Regions from separate parts of the Arachis hypogaea genome. Here region 2 is linked to region 1. A link is a contact called in public Hi-C data. All regions are on one chromosome and are shown on one strand. Each heading gives the region's core, a stretch centred on a gene start, on an enhancer-like site or on the middle of the called end of the contact. The rest is flanking DNA. Distances are from core to core; before and after follow the strand shown.

Evidence for each region. A called contact is a pair of places that touch in the nucleus more often than the background predicts.
Region 2: a Hi-C map of an unstated tissue shows a contact between it and region 1, with 1.9 times the contacts expected there. The contact joins the enhancer-like site here to the promoter of LOC112736423 in region 1. A contact is called at or near these places in 3 of 8 Hi-C or Micro-C datasets (leaf and an unstated tissue).

What each region holds. Positions count from the first base shown.
Region 1 is chr2:8,493,222-8,499,381 of arahy.Tifrunner.gnm2.J5K5, forward strand. It overlaps LOC112736423, which reads right to left and starts at 2,814. Exons shown (of 11, transcript XM_029291276.2): 1 at 2,592-2,814.
Region 2 is chr2:8,549,238-8,555,397 of arahy.Tifrunner.gnm2.J5K5, forward strand. The region is part of intron 12 of LOC112736444; the gene reads right to left. Among protein-coding and RNA genes, the nearest start is that of LOC140177807, 49 kb to the left of the region's middle. Within about 2 kb of position 2,169, at least 1 of the 3 cell types and tissues checked has open chromatin away from gene starts, as enhancers often do.

The DNA of each region.
Region 1 (6,160 bases), core at 1,564-4,063:
TTAATTTTTGGAGGAAGTAAACAAAATTTTATGAGTTGGATATTTTTGTTATTCGAAATTCTTTTTTTTTTATGGATAAAAGCTTAGTTTTATTCTTTTGTGAGTAGTTTTGTTGGCCTTTTAAATATTTATAGATAAAAATTATTATTTTTTATTTTAATGTGTAAATATCTTTATTTTTTTTAGAGTTATATTTTTATATTGATCTCTTTTTAAGAATTGCTCTAATTTCATTCTTATTTATTCGGAAGTAGCAAATTTGGTTTAATCTATTTAGGTAGAATTTTTAATCCCTCTCGCATTCATATACGAATTCATAAATTTTAATATGGAGGGTTAATTTTAAATAAATTTTTTATTATTTTTATTATATTTTTCATTCCGTAAAAGTAATTTAGACATAACATTTAGTTATTGAGTTGATTTTTAAAAAAGTTTATTGATATATATTAACAATTTATAAAATTATAAATTAGCAGTCCTGCACTTGTTGCTTGTTTTTTCTTCGACAGTTCCAGACTTTTGAATTAATTATTTAAAAAGTGTAAATTAAAAGAAAATATACTTTCTTGGTGAGAATTGTATTATTTTGATTTCATTTGAATACCCTAACCATAAAAAAGTTTACTGAGTCACCCAGTCATAAATTGTTATATTGGTCATTTTGTGAAATTTGCACTTCAATGTTTAATTGGTCTTTCAAATGTTTAAACTGACACTAAAAGTTAATTTACAGCACATTAGACTATGAATTGGTTTGTTATTTAAAAAAAAAACGCTTGGTTTTATGTTTGACAAATAAAGAAAAAATTACATGTTTGTATTTATACTTTTGAGAAATTAGGAGTGTTTTATTTTCAAGATATTTAATTTTTTTTAAATTTAACTTGTACTTATCAAAATTAAAAAGTCTAATATAATTTTTATATTAAAAATATCCAAATTTATTCTTATAATTATGTTTATTGTAGCTTTTTAAATTTTAAAATTATTTTACTATAAATACAATTATTGTTAATTATATTTATCAAAAATTAATTTTATTTTTCAGTTTAATTTTACTAAATATAATTACTTCAATTTTTAAAAAATCATATTTAAAAAGATAATTTTAATAAATTATTTTCAAAAAATAAAAACTTCACAAAATTATACCTATATGTTTTAGTTAATTTATATTTTTAAATATTTTTTATACATAATAATTCTTTTTTTTATACATGTATTTACTTACTCTCATTATCACATACAGATAAACCCAGTTATTTATAGTGATTGAACTAGGGTGTGCATGGCCCGGTCCGGTCCCAAGCATTTTAGGATCTAATTTGGTGTGATTTAATCGAGTCTAGGGTCGGGTAAGGGTCTCAAAAATAGACCCGGTCATTTTACACAATTAATATTTTGTATTATTAGTGATTGATGATGGCTATTCTTACGTGGAATTTAAGTATTGTAAACCTTAATATTTTGTGTTATTAATTATTATAAGACTATAAGTTAATATTTTTATGTTTAAAATGTATAAGATTTTAGACTAATGCATAATGTTGTGTTATTTGTATTGATTTAAATATTTGGTGTTATTATACAATATTAGTATTGATTATGATTATGCTTTAATTTTAGAGAAGAGTCGGTTCTTATTTTTCTTAGTGAATTTTACCATGTCAAATAATAGTTGGAGTCTTGAAAATTTGGATATTTTCACATGCTAACTTATAAGAAGGTATCAAGATAATGTAATGTTAATGGCCCGGTTTTCACCCGATTTTTACCCAGTATAATTGTGGTCCGAAATTGTATAGGTTTCATCGGGTCTAGGGCCAGGTTCGGGTCTAATAAATAGGCCCGGTATATATTTCAGACCAGATCTGAATCACATCAAACCCGATTTCACCCGGCCGATACACACTCCTAGATTGAACCTTGTGTGACTCTTTAGGAGAATTAACTTTGCTACTAGTACACATACCTCAACAACCCTAAATAAATCACATTATATTTAGGTTGTGTTTAGACTTTAGAACAAAAATTGAGACTAAATTAAGTTTTTATATTGTATTTAGTATAAAATATACTGAATTAAATTGTGTTTAAATATCATATTTAATTTAAGATAAATATAAGGATGAAGATAAATTAAAGTTTGAAAAGTTAAATAAAAATATATTTAAAAAGAAATATTATTAAAATTTTAATCTCCAGTTCCAAAAATTTCAATCCTTTGACTCCCTTCTATTTCCACTTTCCATAGATAATAAAGAGAATAAAATTTTGTATTCCAATATTAAAATTTTACTTCTAATTTCTAATAACTGAATACAATATTAGTCTCTATCTTTTTGTCTCAATTTCATTATCTGAAAATATATACTATTTTAAAATTTTGTTGATAAACATCTTTTTAAAGATCCAACATTAGAGACATCATTAACAAAAAAAAAGGTGAGAAATTTAATTTTCCAATAACAATAAATGTATAAAGAGTTTTAGTTAAAAAGTGTATCAAGAAAAAAAATTATAAAATTGTTACATTACAAGCATAGAAAGAAACTGCATAATAAGTATTTTATAGTGAGCAAACAAACCTCCGATTCGAGTAGTAGTTTGGATCAAGCTTTGATGAGTCGTTGCTTGACCTTTACAAGAATATAGAACAAACAAGAAGCTGTAATATGCTCTGATTGATGCAAACGGAGGCTTTTCTACTCTCTATCTTAATCTTTTTTTTTTTCTTGGGGTGGCCAGGGGGGTGGGTGGTTTGAGTGGAAGACCAGAATATTGAGATTGCTCTGAAAATAATGAAGCTTCAGAGGGAGATTACCAAGTGGTACATAATATATAGCATCCAAAGCAGTAAAATATGCTCTATTAATTATTAATCTTTATGGTTAAATTGTGGATCTGTATATTTACCTTGAGACAAGATACTGGACATTGAGATATAAAATTGTATTTGAATATAAATAGAAATATTGTGTTTAAAAATACTGAAGTATTTTGTATTTATCTTAATAGAAAAGACATAAAAAAATTAACAAGAGACATAATTTATTTTTTATTTTTTTATTATTTTTGTTAACTTTTTTATAATAATATTTTTTAATTTTTTGAATAAAAAATAAAAATAAATTAAATTTTCATAATTTATTCTATTTTATCGTCAAATAAAATATAAAAATATTAAATTTTATGTTTTTATTATTTATATTTTTTTTCACTATTTTATTTTATCTTTGAAAAAAACAATTGCAGTGTATGTGGCTGTGGGGGTTGTGCATTTGTTAAGTATCAATAATATGTTATATCAATATTTAACAGTGGATATGGTAAAGATTAAAAACCGGTAGGGGTTTCTTTTAGGAATCAATATTAGTACCCTTCATTATCATTATTATTTTATAAGAAAAAATTTTATGTGTTCATAAAAAATTAATCACCAAATTAATTATATATATTTGTATATAATATATAGTGTTCATATATTTTTGAATTAAATAATTATCTACCAAAATAATTAAATTTATTATAATAAAATAAATAATCAAACATGTCATAGGAGAATAATTAATTTTTTTACAGTGGGATAATAAAAATATTTTATAAAACACCAAATATATATATTTTTATACCATAATAATTTCGTATACATACACGTATCATAAATATGCAACTATCACTAATCTAATAATTAACTCGGGGTTTTATTCCATAAGTTTTAACGAAACTTTGTTTCAGCCAGGCCATATGCGGTGGCTAATTTTTTTAGCCATGAAGATTTAGTATGTGTTATGCATAGTTATGAATTTTAGCGTATTTTTTTATAAATATAGAAATAACACTTTTTTTTTAATTTAAAATTTGTAAAATTGGAAGTTTAGTATTGTCTGCAATACAAAGTTTAGAATTCCATTGGTGATGTGATAAAAATGATGAATAAATAGAAGGTTTAATTTTGTTTGATACAAAATTTAGGGTTTAATTTGTACATTTAAATACAAATTTAATTTTTAAATTTATATTTTTTTTAAGAAAAATTAAAAATTACAAATCTAACTTTTAAATTTATACTCTTCACATAAAAAATACATCAAATCTCCATATTATATTTTGAGTTAATAGTCAAATTCGTCATTGAAAGATCACTAATTTTTTAAATTAGTCCTCAAATTATTTTTTTAGCCATATTAGTTCTTAAAAGATAAAACTTAAGTCAAATTAATCCTTCTTTTAGTTAGATGATGACGTGTCATGTTAAATGTCACATGTCACTTGATATGTAAAAAAGTTATTTATAATCAAAATAGTCCTTGAAAGTTCAAATATAAATCATTTTCATCCCTAACTTTTAAAAATTAATCAAATTAATCTTTATATATATATATATATATTATTTTTTTATAATATTAAATTTAAAATCTTTTTTGATAGTACTAATTTTAATATTATTTTTAGACCTTAATAAACAAAATTCTCTTTATATAAAATAATAAAAATAATTAAATAATTATAAAATTATTTTGTCATTTGTATTTTAAAGTTTTACATTCAAATTGTAAGTTTTTTTATAGTAATTTTTTTTTATTTAAATGAATTATTAAATTATTGTTGATCATATATTTAAAAAATTTAATATTTTAAATCTTATTAAATAATATATTAATTATTTTAAAATTTAATTTTTTTAAATTTTTTAAAATTATAATTTATATTATTGTTTAATTTATATGACAAAACTCAATAATTAAAAAATCGATTGATGGGATCACTTGATAAATACAAAACTCAACAATTATTATAAGCTAACATTATTAATTTCAGTATTTCTTATACGTTGAGTTTGTATCTTTTGCACAATTCCACGAGAAATAATATTCATAACTCATAAGCCAACATTATTAATTTCAGTCTATTTATTTTAAAATTATTTCTTTAGCCAACTTTGCTCTTTTGTCACTCTAAACTCTTCCCTCTCATTTTATTGTAAAAAATATTGTACTTAAATTTTTTTATTAGCAAATTATCGACTATTAGTTCCATTATTGGTATGGCATTTTTTTCCGAAACGCGAGTTTTAAACTAAAGTTTTCGAATAAAATAAGTTGTTAATTAGTGTTGTTTACAGTGTGACGACGCTCCAATAAAAATTATACTATATATGTCAATTGCCAGTGTTATTATTATCTAATAGACTAATACTAGTTTTTTTTTTTTTTTGACGTGGTGTTGCTCCTGCCTGGAAGCTTTGGACATATTTGGTGTCTTGTGTGCGTTTGCAAAAAGTGACATATATCTTTGGTTGATTATGTTAAGTGTATACTAAAATTAATTATTAATATAAAATATATATTAAAATATAAATATACGTTAAAAATAAATTAAATTATACATATTTATACATAAATATATTATAACTAATTTTAATAATTAATTTTAGTCTACCAATAACTTTTTATTTTTTTTCAATTTCTTCTCCATTTGGATTTTACCTGAAACGACTCTCAAGTCATCTTACAAAATTAGTTTAGTCTATTTTTATGTAATGCAAGTTGTGGGTTTTGAAAATGATGCTTAAAACAAGGGTAAAGGGCTAGAAACACCAAGTCTTGATTTATATTAATATTCTATTCAATATCATATGTTTTATAATATATATTTTTTAATTCTTATTCACAATTCACCCGATTGATTAGTCAATAAAGATTCCTGTACATCCACCTAGTCCCCTACCATGGTTTGCCTAATCAATAAAATTTCACCCCTTTTCTTTAACACCAAACCATTAAAGAATGTACCACATGCTTCACGTTATATCGGGCTCAGTGACATTTATAAATGCATGAAAAAAAAATTGCAGGGAAAACAAGGGATATAAACGAGTACGGATAATCCGAAAACCTGATCAATATCGACTCGATCCGAGTTAATTCGTAATTGATCAATAACTTCTACATGTTTGTCAACCATATAAACTCGTGATAATTCTTTTCACTTCAACTCTGCACTTTAGTAGCGCCAACTCTTCCGCAAATATCGTCGTCGCAAAACAATGATATACAGAGGGGGTTTAGAATTTGAATAAAAGTCTTAGGACAGAACTTGAGAGAAAAGAGAGTAGACAAGAGGTTTTAGAGATGGTTACGAGAGTTAGTAAAGG
Region 2 (6,160 bases), core at 919-3,418, 55 kb after region 1:
AGCTTGTGTAGATTGGTAATCTCCAAATAATTGAGCTGCGAGAGCATTTTGGAATAATCCATGTCAGGCCTCTTTGGGCGGAAGATATATTTAAAGGCGCAATCTAGCAGCTGAAACTCCTTTAATTTCGGTAGTGACATCTTGGAGAGGAAAACATCTGGAAATTCATCTGTCTCATCATCATTGAAGTTATTCAGTCCCAAGTAATTCAAGTTTTGGAGGTCCACATGAAGTAGTCCTTTCTCAATCATTGTAACATCTTCCTTACTCAGCTCTAGTTCCTCAAAATTGGAGGTAGTAACCTAGGATGTGAAATCATTAACAAATTAAATAAAAATAACGTACCTGGGAATCTTTCTTAAATATAAAACAAGAAGATTTTTTTGGTGAAGAGTAGGATTCCATGAAGAGTGAAGATTTTTATTAAATTTAGACAAAATTAAACCAATTTAAAAACTTTTTGAAAATGTGGTATATTATAAGTGAGAAATGGATGGAGGAAGTTATATATCTATTTTATATTAATGAAATGAGATTGAATTTTTTTTAAAGATGTCTTTTATTTTATGAATCCAACCAGTCATTTATCTATTTATTAGTAATATATTAAAAGTTAATATAGAGCTAAAAATAGTCTTTATATTTATTGTTAGCTTTCTAAGTTTCTATCATAATATTAATAAAAATAAGCTAATTCACACAACTTGAGTATAATCTTTTATCTTTGTCTCATGCCATAAGATTTTTATTGGATTTTCATTATATTTTTATCTTCTAGAATAACTTATCTTTATATAATGTTATAGCATTTTTTTTAACCTTAACTTTTCATATATTCTCTTATCTTTTATTTTTATTTAGGTTACATTATTGTTTTCAATGTTAATTTTAATTTTTTAATAGGTATAAATCTAATTAAAATCTAATTCTTTTTCTTCTCCTTTCATATTCATCACTCATTCTTATATTTATTGTATAAATCAATATTCACTTCACACATTTTCTTTATTTCTTCTCATATAATCTCATACCTCTTTCTATTTCTCCATCTCCTTCTCCCTCTTCATTCTTACTAATTTTTTGCATAATTGGAATTTGGTTGATGGCTATAATTTTTATTTTATTTTTTAATTTGATAAATATGTGCATTAGGTGATTGTATGATTGTATTCATTAATTTATTTATTTCTTTGTGTAATTATATTCATGAGTTATATAGTATTATTGTCGCCTATATATCAATTTTTTATTTTTTAATAATTTATTTTTTTTAATATCATTTAATTATAATATTGTTTAAAATACATGTTATCGTGATTCATAAAAAATAAAATTAAAAAATTAATGAATGTCAATTTTAATGATCAAAATATTAATAATATTCATACTTATATTTTATCTATTAGTTTTATTATTGTACCATAATATTTAAATAGAACCTATAAAAAAAAACACAAAAGTAACTCTTAAAAAAATATATATGAAATTAGCTGAATAAACTTCAACAGAATATTTTAATTACTTATAGTCTAATTTATGTATAATTTTATTTTTTATAATTATTAAATTTTGAATTAATTTTTTATTTCAAATTTTCATTTATCATCAACAGTTATAAAATTTAATTAAGTTTGATATGCTACTAAAAAATATCTAAACTTCTTAATTAATTAAATTTAATTCATATTATTATTCAATTGAATTACAAAGTAATGGTTAAGCACAATTATTATCTAAACTAAAACAGTATTTTTTTGTATTTTTGTTGAAAAATAATATTATTAAATTATATATAAATTTTCAAAATAAATAGCTATATTGTACAATATTTTTTACAAATTAATTTTTAAGTTTAATATTAGTTTACATATGATCTAATATATCCCTAAGCAATATATATAGCATTTTAAATTTATAGAGTAAGTATTGTTTTGGTCTCTAACGTTGAGGGTCAGAATCGAAACCGCCCCCGACGTAATTTTTTATTTAAAATCATCCTTAACGTGTTTTTCCGTATTAAAATCGTCATTTTTAATAAAATTTTAAATTTTATTCCAACACTACCCCTATTTTAATAATAAAAAAAAACGCGTTTTGGGGGGAGGGGGCAAAGGAAACGCGTTGGGGGTGGGGGGAAAGGAAACGCGGGAGGGAGGGGAGGAGGCCATTGCCATAGCCACCACCACCATCCGACACCTGTATCGTCGCCGGTCCGCCCATGAGCCGTCGCCAGAACCACGAACAGAGGAAGACGTCGCCGCCTTCCCTTCATGCATGCTTCTGCCGCCACCGTGGAGTGCGTCGCCGGAAAGGGAGCCCGAGCTGCCGATCTACCCAGCCGTGGAGTGCGTCGCCGCCGTTCATACATGCTCCTGCCACCGCCGATCTACCCAACTGCCGTCGCTCCGTCGCCCACGAGCTGCCGGTGGTCCTGCTTCGCCTTCTGCATCTGCTTCTTTGTGCTTTGAATTTCTGATTTGATTTTGTTCTTCTCTGTTGATTTGGCTTTGTGCTTGAATTTTCAGCTTCTACTTCTCTTTGTTGTTGAATTTTTTGCTTTGTGCTGAGTTTCTACTTCTACTTCTCCATTGTTGAATTTGTGCTTCTTCTTCTCTTTCTTGTTGAGTTTTATGCTTTCTGTTTCTGCTTGTGTTGATTTAGTTTTTGGATTTGCCGAATTTGTGTTGATTTATTGATTTGTTGCTTTCTGTTTCTGCTTATGTTGAATTTGTGTTGATTTGTTGATTTTCTGCTTCTCTGTTGATGTTGTTATTCTTGGAAGTGGAGGTGGAGGTGTTGGTGGAGGTGTTGGTGCCGGTGCCGGTGGTAGAGGTAAAGGTGCCAGTAGTGGTGAAGGATATTTTTGTCCGGAAAAATTTAAAAGGACAATTTTAATATGAAAAAAATGTTAAGGATGATTCTAAATAAAAAATGACGTCGGGGACGGTTTTGATTCTGACTCTCAACGTTAGGGACCAAAACAATACTTACCCCTAAATTTATACTATATAATATACTAAATTTAGCTCTTTTAAATAAATTTAGGGTTTATTTGGGTAAACTTCTAAGAAAATATCTTTTTTCAAAAGATCTTATAGAAAAGTAAAAGTAATTTTATGTTTGGATATCTTATACAAAAAAATCTCTTTATTTATCAATGGTTTAATTACTCTATTGGTCCCTATAATTTCACAAAATTTTCAATTAAGTCTCTATATTTTTTTTCTTTTAATTGAGTCCCTGCACCAATTTATTTTTTCAATTAGGTCCCTCTTAACAGTAATTAGCTTAATTGTATAGGGATCTAATTAAAAGAAAAAAAATTGGTGCAAGGACCTAAATAAAAAGAAAAAAAAGTATAGGGACCCAATTAAAAAAAAGATTTGGTATAATGACTCAATTAAAAAGAAAAAAAGTATAAGAACCTAATTAAAAATTTTACGAAATTATAGGGACCAACATAATAATTAAACCTTTATCAATTATGTTTGGGTATAATCATATAAAAGTATTTTTTTGTTTATTTATTACGTGAAAATATCCTTTTTTTTAAATATTTTAAAAAAGATGTAAATTATAGCTTCTCAAAAAAATATTTTTATTTTTTTATTATTTTAATACTTTTAATTTTACTATTAAAAATTTACTAAACACGTTAAAAAAAAGATATTTTTTTATCAATTTAATAGCATCTAAATAAATACTTAATCTAGTTACTTTTTAATTAAAAAATAACAATGCTGCTCTATGTATAAGCGTTTTTAATTTTTAATAATAAGTCTAACTAAATTAATATAAACCGATAAAGAAAAAATAAATGCATCTATCACGTAGTTTTTTTTTTATCTCTGAGCTTCTTTAGTATTAAAAATTTTGCACATAGCATATAAATCTATGGATATAATACAAAAATTATTACACACAACACAAAAATTTATTGATATAACATAATTTTTGTTTATGTTATGTACTAATTTTTTTATATTGTACACTAAAATTTTTATGTTGAATATCAAAATTTTTTTGCTAAACATATATAAGAAAAGAAAAAATAGCAGTCATAATACTTATGTACATACGTTCTAAGAAAAAACATGCTTAGTTAAAGACTTAAATAAAAAAAAACTTGGACGTATAGCTTTATTAAATCTTAGTTGGTAAAGTTTTGACTTTTTAAAAGTAGTTGATAAAAGTTAACTTTTAAAAGTTGACTTTTTAAAAGTTGTAACATTTATGTTCGGTAAATCAAATCAAAAATAGTTTTTAATAAACAAAAGCAACATCAATTGAGTTTGGTAAAATAGTTTTTAAAATTTAAAAATACTATAATAAACATAAATATAAACATTAAATTTGAAAATTAGTTAACATATGAGGGTTATATTAGACTTTTAAATTTTGAAAAGTACAAGCCAATTTTGAAAAGCTCTATCTTAGGTATTTTCGAAAGTACTCTGATCTTTTAGAGAGTCATTTAGATAAAGATGACAAAAATATCTTTTTTTAAAGATATTTTTTAGAAATTAAAATTTAGCATATATAATCAATTAAATTATATTATTTTTATTAAAATTAGACCTAACAAATCAGTTTAGCAAAAAATTAATAAATTAAATTTTAAACTGATATAAATTAATATTTTTTATAAAAAGTTATTACAATATCCCTATTATAAACCACAACTAAAATATTCCTATTATATATATATATATATATATATATATATATATATATATATATATATATATATATATATATATTGAAAGCTTTAAATTCTAATCCGATAACAATAGAGAAGAAAAGGGTTAGAATTTAGGATCTTCAAAATTAATATATATAAATAAAAAAGAGTATTTTAGTCAATTTATATAATAGGGGTATTATAGTAATTTTTTATAAAAAATAATATTAATTTAAATCGATTCAAAATTTGATTCACTATTTTTCGGTTAAATTAATTTGTCTGAACCAATTTTGACAAAATAAACACAATTTAAACGATTATATGTGTTAAATTTTAATAATTAAAAAATATCTTTAAAAAAAGACGTTTATCCGTCTTTATAGGAGCATTTCCCGATCTTTTTAAAAACTGCAAGTACAAGTATTGAAGCATATGATTTTTTTTATTTACCAAATACAAAATAAAAAACTTGAACTTTTAAAAAATACAAGCACCTCTTCAAAAAAAATTTACCAAACCAAATTTAAAAGAATAATGATAAGGCCCGCATTTTTAGCGTAAAAAGTGAGAGAATTGGGTAGTAGTGGTTAAAAATAAGACAAAATTAAGGAAAAAAGTGTTCCGTCACCTAGAACTTTTCTTAATTAAAATGTAAAATACTGACCATTTTCACTAAATTCATACCTTTTGTGCAGAAGAAACAAGGTGGTGTTTATCATCATCAGTTGCAAAACAATCTTCAACCCCTGGATTTGAATTCTGAATATCTTGTGCAAAAACTTTGAGCATTGGACAACGAGAAACGTATAATCTTGTTAAGACAGCAGACCAGTCTAATAAACTTTGCATTCCAGAACAAGTGCACCTTAGCTTTGGCAAATCCCGTAGCACCAGACAGGTCAATTTGGGGAACAGAATAATAACCTCTTGGGGAAATGCTTCATCTTTTGCAACAATCTCCTCTAACCCCCCACAGTTTCTCACAACTAAAAGCTGTAGGTTGTCTCTGGGAACTGATGCTGGAAATAAACTTTTTATGCTTTTACATTCCTCAACAAAGACTTTCTCCAGAGATGGAAAGCTGAGACTTGCTTTGGGATCATTGTTCCAAACATGAGTCAGAGTTGGAAGCTCCTTCAAAAAGATCTCCCTCACGGGAATCGTAACAATCTTGTTTGGATCATCGTGTTCTGGTGGTGTGTCTTTCACATCAAATATTGCCGCAACACGTTTACATTTCTTCACTGTCAGCTCTTCCAAATTACTCAGAAGAGGAAGCAAATGAGATGGGAGCACTGCATTTGTCAAAAAGTCACAACCTTCCACCTCCAAATATTTTAAATAGTTAAAAGACCACTCAACTGGGATTCCTGATGCGCCAACCCATTTTCCTTGCATTTCAGGATAATCATTCAGACATAAACGTGTCTGAAATAATTGAAGAAAAATATTAATATTATTGTCAGCTGATTGATA